Regions from separate parts of the Mus musculus genome. Here region 1 is linked to region 2. A link is a contact called in public HiChIP or PLAC-seq data. All regions are on one chromosome and are shown on one strand. Each heading gives the region's core, a stretch centred on a gene start, on an enhancer-like site or on the middle of the called end of the contact. The rest is flanking DNA. Distances are from core to core; before and after follow the strand shown.

Region 1 (3,777 bases), core at 223-2,722, 260 kb after region 2:
GTATCTTCTCTTGGGCTCCCTTCCTTCTGTCTTGTCCTATTGTGATGTGTTAATTCTATTTTATCTTACTATATGTTATTTTATTATTTTTCCTTCAGAGTTATTTGTTTTCTAAGGAGAGATAGGACTGGGATGGATCTGGATGGAAGGGGAGGTGGGAAAAAACTCGGAGGTGTCGAGGGAAAGGAAGCTAGAATCAGAATCTATTGCATGAAAAAAAATCTATTTTCAATAAAAGAAAAAGAAAACCTCTGAGATGTTTAAACTTTTAGACTTTCAAAAAAGATGAGCATTTATATCAACTTTCAATACTTTTGATAAGAATAAATAGGGTTATTACTCAGCCAAACCGGTTATCTCTAAGTTTGACGTTCTTCCACCGCCCCTTCAGTGACAGCAGACATAGGCTAAAGCTATTATTTTAGCTCCCTCTGCTGGTTGTAAATGGTGTGTTTGCAGGAGGCTGGACTGAGAAGGACAGATTTCTGGAGATTTTCACTGCAGCCCCCCCCCCCGTCCCCCCCCCCCGCCAGGTGAGGTGAATGCGTGGTCTTCTTATAGTATTTAAAACAACTTCACTGAGATATAATTCACACACCATAAACTTTATTTACTTCAAGTATTCAATTTGGTCCTTAGCGTATTAGTAGAGAGTGAAGTATCACCATAATCCACCCCCCGTCGTCCCCCTCCCCTCCCCCACCACTGGCTCCTGAAAGCTGTTAAATCTCTTCTTGTTTCTTTAAAAAAATATTTATTTAATTACTAAAGGCAGACTCTTCCCCTCTTTGTATTTTGACAGTTCCATATGCTTATGCAAATGCGCTGTGATCATCTTAAGTCCTCTTCTTATCACCTTCTCTGTCCCTCGTATCTCCCACCGACTCTCCCTCCTACTTTCATGCCCTTTTCTTCTTTCTGTCCTATTTTTGCTGTAGGTCTTGTACACATAAGTCACAGCTGCAGTGTAATCGTTATTGCAGTGGCCGCATCATACCTAGAAGATCGTGTGTCACAGTGATTCTCTTGATCCTTCAGCTACTACAATCTTTCTCCCCCCCTTCCCCCCCCCCCCGCCCCTCCGCGCTTTGATTTCCCTGCATCTTCGATGTAAAGCGCGCACTTAAGGCTGAACACTTAACAGTCACAAGGATGCTCTCATGTCCAAGGCCGCACTAGACTATGTGCAGAAAATACTTAGAAAGCAATTTGACCGAATGCCCATTCAATAAGAAAGCAGCACCAGCCTTTCTCTTAGGCTTTTGACTAAGCTCACAGGACCAGGCATGGATTCCTTTCTGTGAAGCTGCTTTCACGTTTCGGCAGAATGCAGCTGGTTATTCTTATATAGTCATGCCGGTTTATTTTATTTTATTTGCAACAGAAGGCACATCTTGTTTAAGGGGTCAGAACTGCGGCATACAGTGTCTAAAGCTGGGCGGGACAGTTTATGCCCCGCCCCCTCCAGCTGTAGAGCACCTTCTGCCACTTTGAGAGCTAGCAGCACAGGGGATGCTTTTAGCCTAGTCCAAGCTTGACTTCTCTGTGTCCTGTTCTCAAAACGAATCCTGTTTTAAGCAACAGGGTCTTACCATCTAGTTCTAGTGGACAACCAAGAGCAATGCCAGTAACCTGTGTTATTTTGTGAGCCTCTGGGAACCTCTCTAGACAGTAACTCGTACGGCGAGATCTCACACTTGGCTCTGGGATTTTTGTTTAAAAACCCATGGCTTCTGGGAAGAGCATTACCGAACCATGCGATTATAGCAGTTTACAAATATTTTCTTCCCACCCCTCTTGACTCTATTATTTCCTTTGCTGTGTAGACCTTTTACTTTGATGTAACAAGGTTAATCAGCGTTTAATTTTGTTATCTGTATTTTTAGGGTTCATATGCTAAAAACCACTGTGTGTTTTCCATATGTATTTTCTTTCTGGTAGTTTTATGTTTTCAGGTCCCAATATTTAAGTTTTTAAATTCAGTTTGAGTTAACTTTTGAGGATGTGAGACGAGCCAGTTCCGTTTGTTTGCGCGCCTGTCTTAAGGACGAGTCTTACTCTGTGGCACAGTGTTCACACCTCCGTTGAACATCAGCTGGATTTTGTTGAAATGATGGGGCATGGTGCCTTCAGCTCTAAAAGGTCTTCTAAGGCTCCATGAAGCTACTCAGGTTCTCTGTGTTTCCATATAGACGGTAGACAGAGTTCCTGCATCTGTGAACGATACCATTCAGAATTTGACAGAAACATAGAATCTATACATCGCTTTGGGCAGTAAATGCGTGTCGACCTTACAGTCCGTGAACACGAACTATCTTTTCGCTCATTTGTGTTTTCGATGATGTTTTTCATCAATACTTCACCTCATGGCTTTGCTTCATTCCCAAACATGTTTTTTTGTTTTTGTTTTTTTGTTTTTGTTTTTTTCCTGATGGGATTATTTAGCTTTCTCCTTTCTCATGGGGGGTGCCCTTTTCTTTCTTTCCTCGCTGCCCTGGTTAGGACTCTCAGCACCGAGTTGGGTACCAGTAGGACAGCATCCATATCCTATTCCTATTCTTAAAAAAAAAACCATCCTCAGCTCTTTGCTGTGAGAATGATGTTTGCCCCCCGGCTTATCTGGCCTTTGCCCTGTTGTGTTTCTTTTATCCCTAACTCACTAAGTCTCTGTTCCACAGACTGTTATCAGGACAGGATGCTGTGTTTTATACTCTCTCCCCCTTGTTGGGATGATGGTACGAATCTTCTCTTCGTTCTGCTAATGTGGCATTTTGATTTACTCACATTTAGCGATCATATTCCAGGGATGAATCTCACTCAATTCATCCCTGGTGGATAATCTTTTGTTCTGTTGGATTTTGCTACTATTTTCTCAGGATTTAAAAAGAATTTATTCATTTTATTTATTATTTTTGTTATTAAGTTAGGTATTTACTTTATATCTTGACCCCAGCTTCCCCTCTCTCCTCTCCTCCCAAGTCCCTTCCTGTCTCCTCCCCTCCAGAGCCACTCCTCTTGTCCTTCTCCTTAGAAAAGGGGAGGCCTCCCATGGATATTATAGTTGGTATATCAAGTACCAGTAAGACTAGGTGTGTCTTCTTCTTTTGAGGCTAGACCAGGCAGCCCAGTCAGGGGAAAGGAATCCTAAGGCAGGCAGTGTAGTCACAGGCAGTTCCTGCTCCTGCTTTAGGAGTCCCAGCTGCACATTATATACAGAGGGCCTATGTCTGTCCCATGCATGCTCTCTGGTTGGCGGTTCAGTCTCTGTGAGCCCCTATGGGCCCAGGTTGATTCTGTAGGTTTTGTTGTGATGTCCTTGACCTCTCTGGTTCCCTCAATCCTTCCTCCCACTCTTCCACACGATTCCCCAGTCTACAGCCATTCTACCCTGAACGTGCCCGATCTCGCTATTAATTTTATTTTCTGTGCATTGATGTTTTGCACGCATGTATGTCTGTGTGAGGGCATCAGATCTGCTGCAATAGAAGTGATAGACAGTTCCAAAGCAGAGTCTGGGAACTGAACTCAGGTCCTCTGGAAGAACAGATGGCACTCTTAACCACTGGGCCATCTCTCCAGCCCTGCTTTTGGTACTTGTGTTTGCCTTTGAGGTCAGGGCGATTGTGCTTTCATAAGTGAGTTAGGTTGTCAGTTTCTCATCTTTTTTTTTTTTTCATTTTTTTAAATTTTGAACAGTTTGAGAAAGACTGATGTTAATTCTGTAAAGATTTGGTTGAATAATCTCCTGGACTTTTCTTTGTTCAGAACCTTTTGATT
Region 2 (4,039 bases), core at 461-2,960:
GTGTGTATAGATAACATGTATGTAGAAGTCAGAATAACTTTGAGTTGGCCCAAGAGTTCCTGGGGGTTCTCCTATGCCTCCTCCTGCCTAGGAGCACTGGAATTATAAATGCGTTCTACTGGGCCCAGCCTCATGTGGGTTCAGGAGATTCAGACTCAGGTCCCCAAGCTTGCACAGCAAGCACACCCAACCCAGAGTCACTACCTCAAGTCCCCGTTTTGAAATGTTACAGATCTCACTGGAATGTTGGCCCACATAATTCCAGAACATAGGAGCCTGAGACCAGAGGATTTGAATTTGAGATCACCCAGGGCTACAAGCTGGGGCCTTGTCTTAAAACAAAACAACCCAAACAGGCAACAAACAAGAGTTGGATATGGAGCAGCCTCTGAACACATGCATGGGTGCACAGTATATGCAAAACCCTGGATTTAACCCCCCCCCCCACTCTAAGAGCCAAATCCAAAATAATCCTTTAGAACCATCACAGGACCAAGGTATATAATCCGAATATATTAATGCCAAAATGAAATCCATCAGCTTGTACAATTAATATATACTAAGGGAGAAAAGTCCGTAAAGTCTTGTCTTATGTTGAAGTGTCCTGTAAAGTCATATACGATGGTTGGAGGTTGTAATCCCAATACTCTGGAGGCTGAGACAGGGATCAGGAAGAATTCAGTAGCAGGAGCAGTAGTAGGAGCTAAGACAGCAAGATTTGGCTTCATGAGAGCAAAGATGTACCAAGAAGCCAATGGAAAGACCAAGTGGCTGCAGGGTACGGTGATGATCAAACCGGACGAGCAAGAGGACAGTGTCTGCACGAGACCTATCTATTTGTGTGAAGTGACAAATTCTTCAACTTGCAAATGAAAAGACTGTACCTCCTTTGTTATTCTCACGGGATTATGAAACCGCTACACCATGGCAAATCTTAAAAAGATAAGCATCCCCCAAATTGTTTCACAAAACTACCTTTTATGTCTCCCCCCCCCCCAACTAAGGTAAACAGAAGTAATTATTTGAGACATGCGTTTTGTGATAGGTATCATTAAATATCAGCACAAGAAACATCATGGAAGGCTGTAAAGTTCTCTAGACATTGTTTATCTTATCACCGTAGCAAACCAGATTCAGGTTTCGGCAGTGAACATAACTGTTCTTAACCATTTACATATTTTTTGGATTTTGAAGTCGTAGTTTAAAATTCCACCCATTAACTTCTAGCAAAACTTAAAACACTTTTACTTACCATAATAGGTGCTAGCAGTCATTGACATAATCCAGAACGCTAGGGAAATGCAAATGATCAGGCTCAGTATTACTATATTGGTAATCATCTTTATATACCTTTTGCACGTAGTGTCGTCACTATCTGTCATGGAAAATAGAGCTACGAGCACCTGAGGGGGGGGAATAGATAGCATTTCAGATGAACCAAGTCATTCAAGTTTCTTGCAACAATACTCCTTTAGAGGCATAGAGAAATACCAACATCTTCCACCAACCGAACGACAAAATAGAATCGTAAATCCAAAACGTCTAGTCACTGCTGCAGGCGCAGCGCTCCGGCTCGACCCGGGGAGGTTAACGCCGCCCTTGGAAAAAGAAGGTGCAGGGAGGATGCACAGAGGACCCGCCAGGCCAGCAGGGAGGCCGGCAGCTCCCACCTAGAGGGACCCGGAAGGAGCACAAACGACCGGTGGCCAATGAGCGGCCAGCACCGCGGAGCCCCGCCCCTCCCCGCCCTCGGACCCCCCCCCCGAGCTCCGCCCCCGCACGGCGCGCTCCGCCCCCTGGGCCCCTGCTCCAAGTCTGCCCCAGCTCCACCTCTGCCGTACGCTGCCCGGGCAAGCGAACCAAGGCTGGGAACAGCGCGGGCGAGCGCCTTTACGTCCCCACCCCGCTGCCCCGGGAGTCGCTCTGGTCTCTCCGCGACTCCCTCCGTGTACGCATGCGCAGCAGCCCTGCTCCGCTCACGTGACTCGTCGAGGCGGAAACCCGGCTTGAGTTTGCTTAGTGTCTCTTTGCGGGTCGGAGTGCTGTTTCTAAAGCACCTCCAAAATAGACGTTAGGACAAATTAGGTCTTGGGATTTGTGGACAGCCTAGACTTGAAAAAAAAAATGTCACCAGTAAGGGTGGTGTGGGTCACTAAAACCTGCCATTGATGGAATAATGAACTGCGAGTGAATTTAGAGCCAGTAATGGGTTGTAACTTATGAAGCATTCATACCAGGCGATAGGGTGTGGACGACGTAGGAGTTTATCGTTAGAAGCGAAATTACTTAGAAAGTAGCTTAAAACAATGGCTTGGCTCTTAACCTGGGCCAGACTCAACTGGTACTGCGGTATGTAAACATAAATATAGTTCCCACGGTTGAGCTTTTGTATAATTACTGTTCTAACACACATTGTGGAAGTGTCTGTCCCCATCCACTCTATCTGTAAAAGTAACTTATTCGTCTGATGTATTGTCCTCTTGTAGGGCTCACTGTTGAATAAGCTCACCCTTTATAGTTCTTTCTAGAACTCTGGCTGTCTGGTTCAACCTAGCTGTTCTGGCTCAAACTCCTCACCAAGCTGCCTGATTCAATCTGGCTTCTCTCAAGTTCCCATTGAATTGTTCTGCCTAGCCTCAAACAACTCTGGCATTTTGTTCTAATCACCTGGCTCCTTCTTGTTCTCTGGCTTTAGTTGACTCTGCTCACCTGCAATGAACTTCATAGACTTGAAACAAACAAAAACCACAACCCGAACTCAACTGCAACTGCACCGCACTCCTGGCACTGCCTCCCACCTCTGACTAGCTGTCTCTCCCTGCACTGGGGCTCTTAAAATAGCTTCTCTTTCCTGTGCTGTCCTTGTAAGATGCATTCTGTCTCTGACTCATTCTGTCAAATCTTTCGATCTTTGTTACTTTGTCTGGCCCTCAATTAGACATCACTTTCACACCTGGCTCCTTCCTTCTAAAAACGAATTTGACCTTAAAGGACTGTACTCAGGTTGTATCCGTGTTCCAGGCAGAGGGGTTAAAGGGATGTGGCCTGTCTGCGATCTAGCCAGATCATAAAGATCTAGGTCTTTGGATGTAATCCCTTGCTAGAGGAGCCATCTTGCTGGATTAAAATTCCTCTACAATTTCAAGGGTGTGTATCCTGTCCATTCATTTATACAGCAGACCATCCTATTCTCAGATAATCCGAGTCTTGGGACTGATTTCACCTTTTATACATGGGTACTATTGTGCCAGTCCCATGTGGTTCTGGGGATTCAAATCCTGTTCTCAGGCTTCTACAGAAAGCACTTTATCCACAGTGCCATCTTCCCAGCCCCAGTATCAAAACAAAGATCTCACTAGATGTGGTGGCGCATGTTATTAATCCCAGAACTCAGGAGGCTGAGGTTCATTGGGAGTTATTTTGTCCAAGTGAATAGTAACAAGCTGACAACCACATATTTCCGAAGTGTTTCCAGCTACTTGTTGACAGTGTGGGAGGCAATGGAATTATTTAGATATTGTACACAATTGTGACATAACCCAGTCAACCTTTAAAAGCTTACATTTCCACTGCTGGGGGAAGGGCTTTTTCTTTCCGGTCAGGCTATATTTCTTTTGATGTACATGGGATGTCTGGTGGCTGAAACCATTTTGTATCACGGTGGGACACATTTGTAAAACTTCATGCTATTTTAAATTTCAAAATATATGCCAAGACTGTTTTTCCTTTGGTAGAACACAAAATAGTGGCTTCAACCAAAATTATTATATATCCTCTGTTATCTATTCTTTATAGTGCAAAGACTGGTCTGATTCCATGATAAGCTTCAAATTGGCAGTTAAGGAGACTAGGCCTACATTTCTGTTGCTAAGAACTGGGGAATTCCAGGCAAGTCCAGACCTCAGAAGCTGCCCCACCACTTGGCCTGAGGCAAGGACAATGGGTCAGCAGCAGTGTCCAGATGTCCTCAGCTGCTTCCTCAGTCAACAATTTCCAGGAACCCCCCCCCCCAGCAAGTTTTCAGCCCCCACACTGGTAA

Evidence for each region. HiChIP or PLAC-seq counts read pairs in DNA pulled down with a chosen protein or histone mark.
Region 1: a contact with region 2 is called in an H3K4me3 HiChIP or PLAC-seq map of neural tube, with 3 times the contacts expected there. The contact joins the enhancer-like site here to the promoter of Tmem19 in region 2. A contact is called at or near these places in 4 of 39 promoter capture datasets (the C10 cell line, hippocampal neurons and pre-B cells), 2 of 115 datasets of contacts at active chromatin or transcription factors (embryonic midbrain and neural tube) and 2 of 9 other capture datasets (adipose tissue and pancreatic islet).

Annotation. Positions count from the first base shown.
Region 1 is chr10:115,617,234-115,621,010 of GRCm38.p6, forward strand. No RefSeq gene overlaps it. Among named protein-coding and RNA genes, the nearest start is that of Lgr5, 31 kb to the left of the region's middle. Within about 2 kb of position 1,473, at least 8 of the 459 cell types and tissues checked have an H3K27ac peak or open chromatin away from gene starts, as enhancers often do. A contact at or near this core is called in neural tube, where this site is marked.
Region 2 is chr10:115,360,557-115,364,595 of GRCm38.p6, forward strand. It overlaps Tmem19 (transmembrane protein 19), which reads right to left and starts at 1,711. Exons shown (of 7, transcript NM_133683.4): 1 at 1,496-1,711; 2 at 1,253-1,403. The coding sequence starts at 1,382.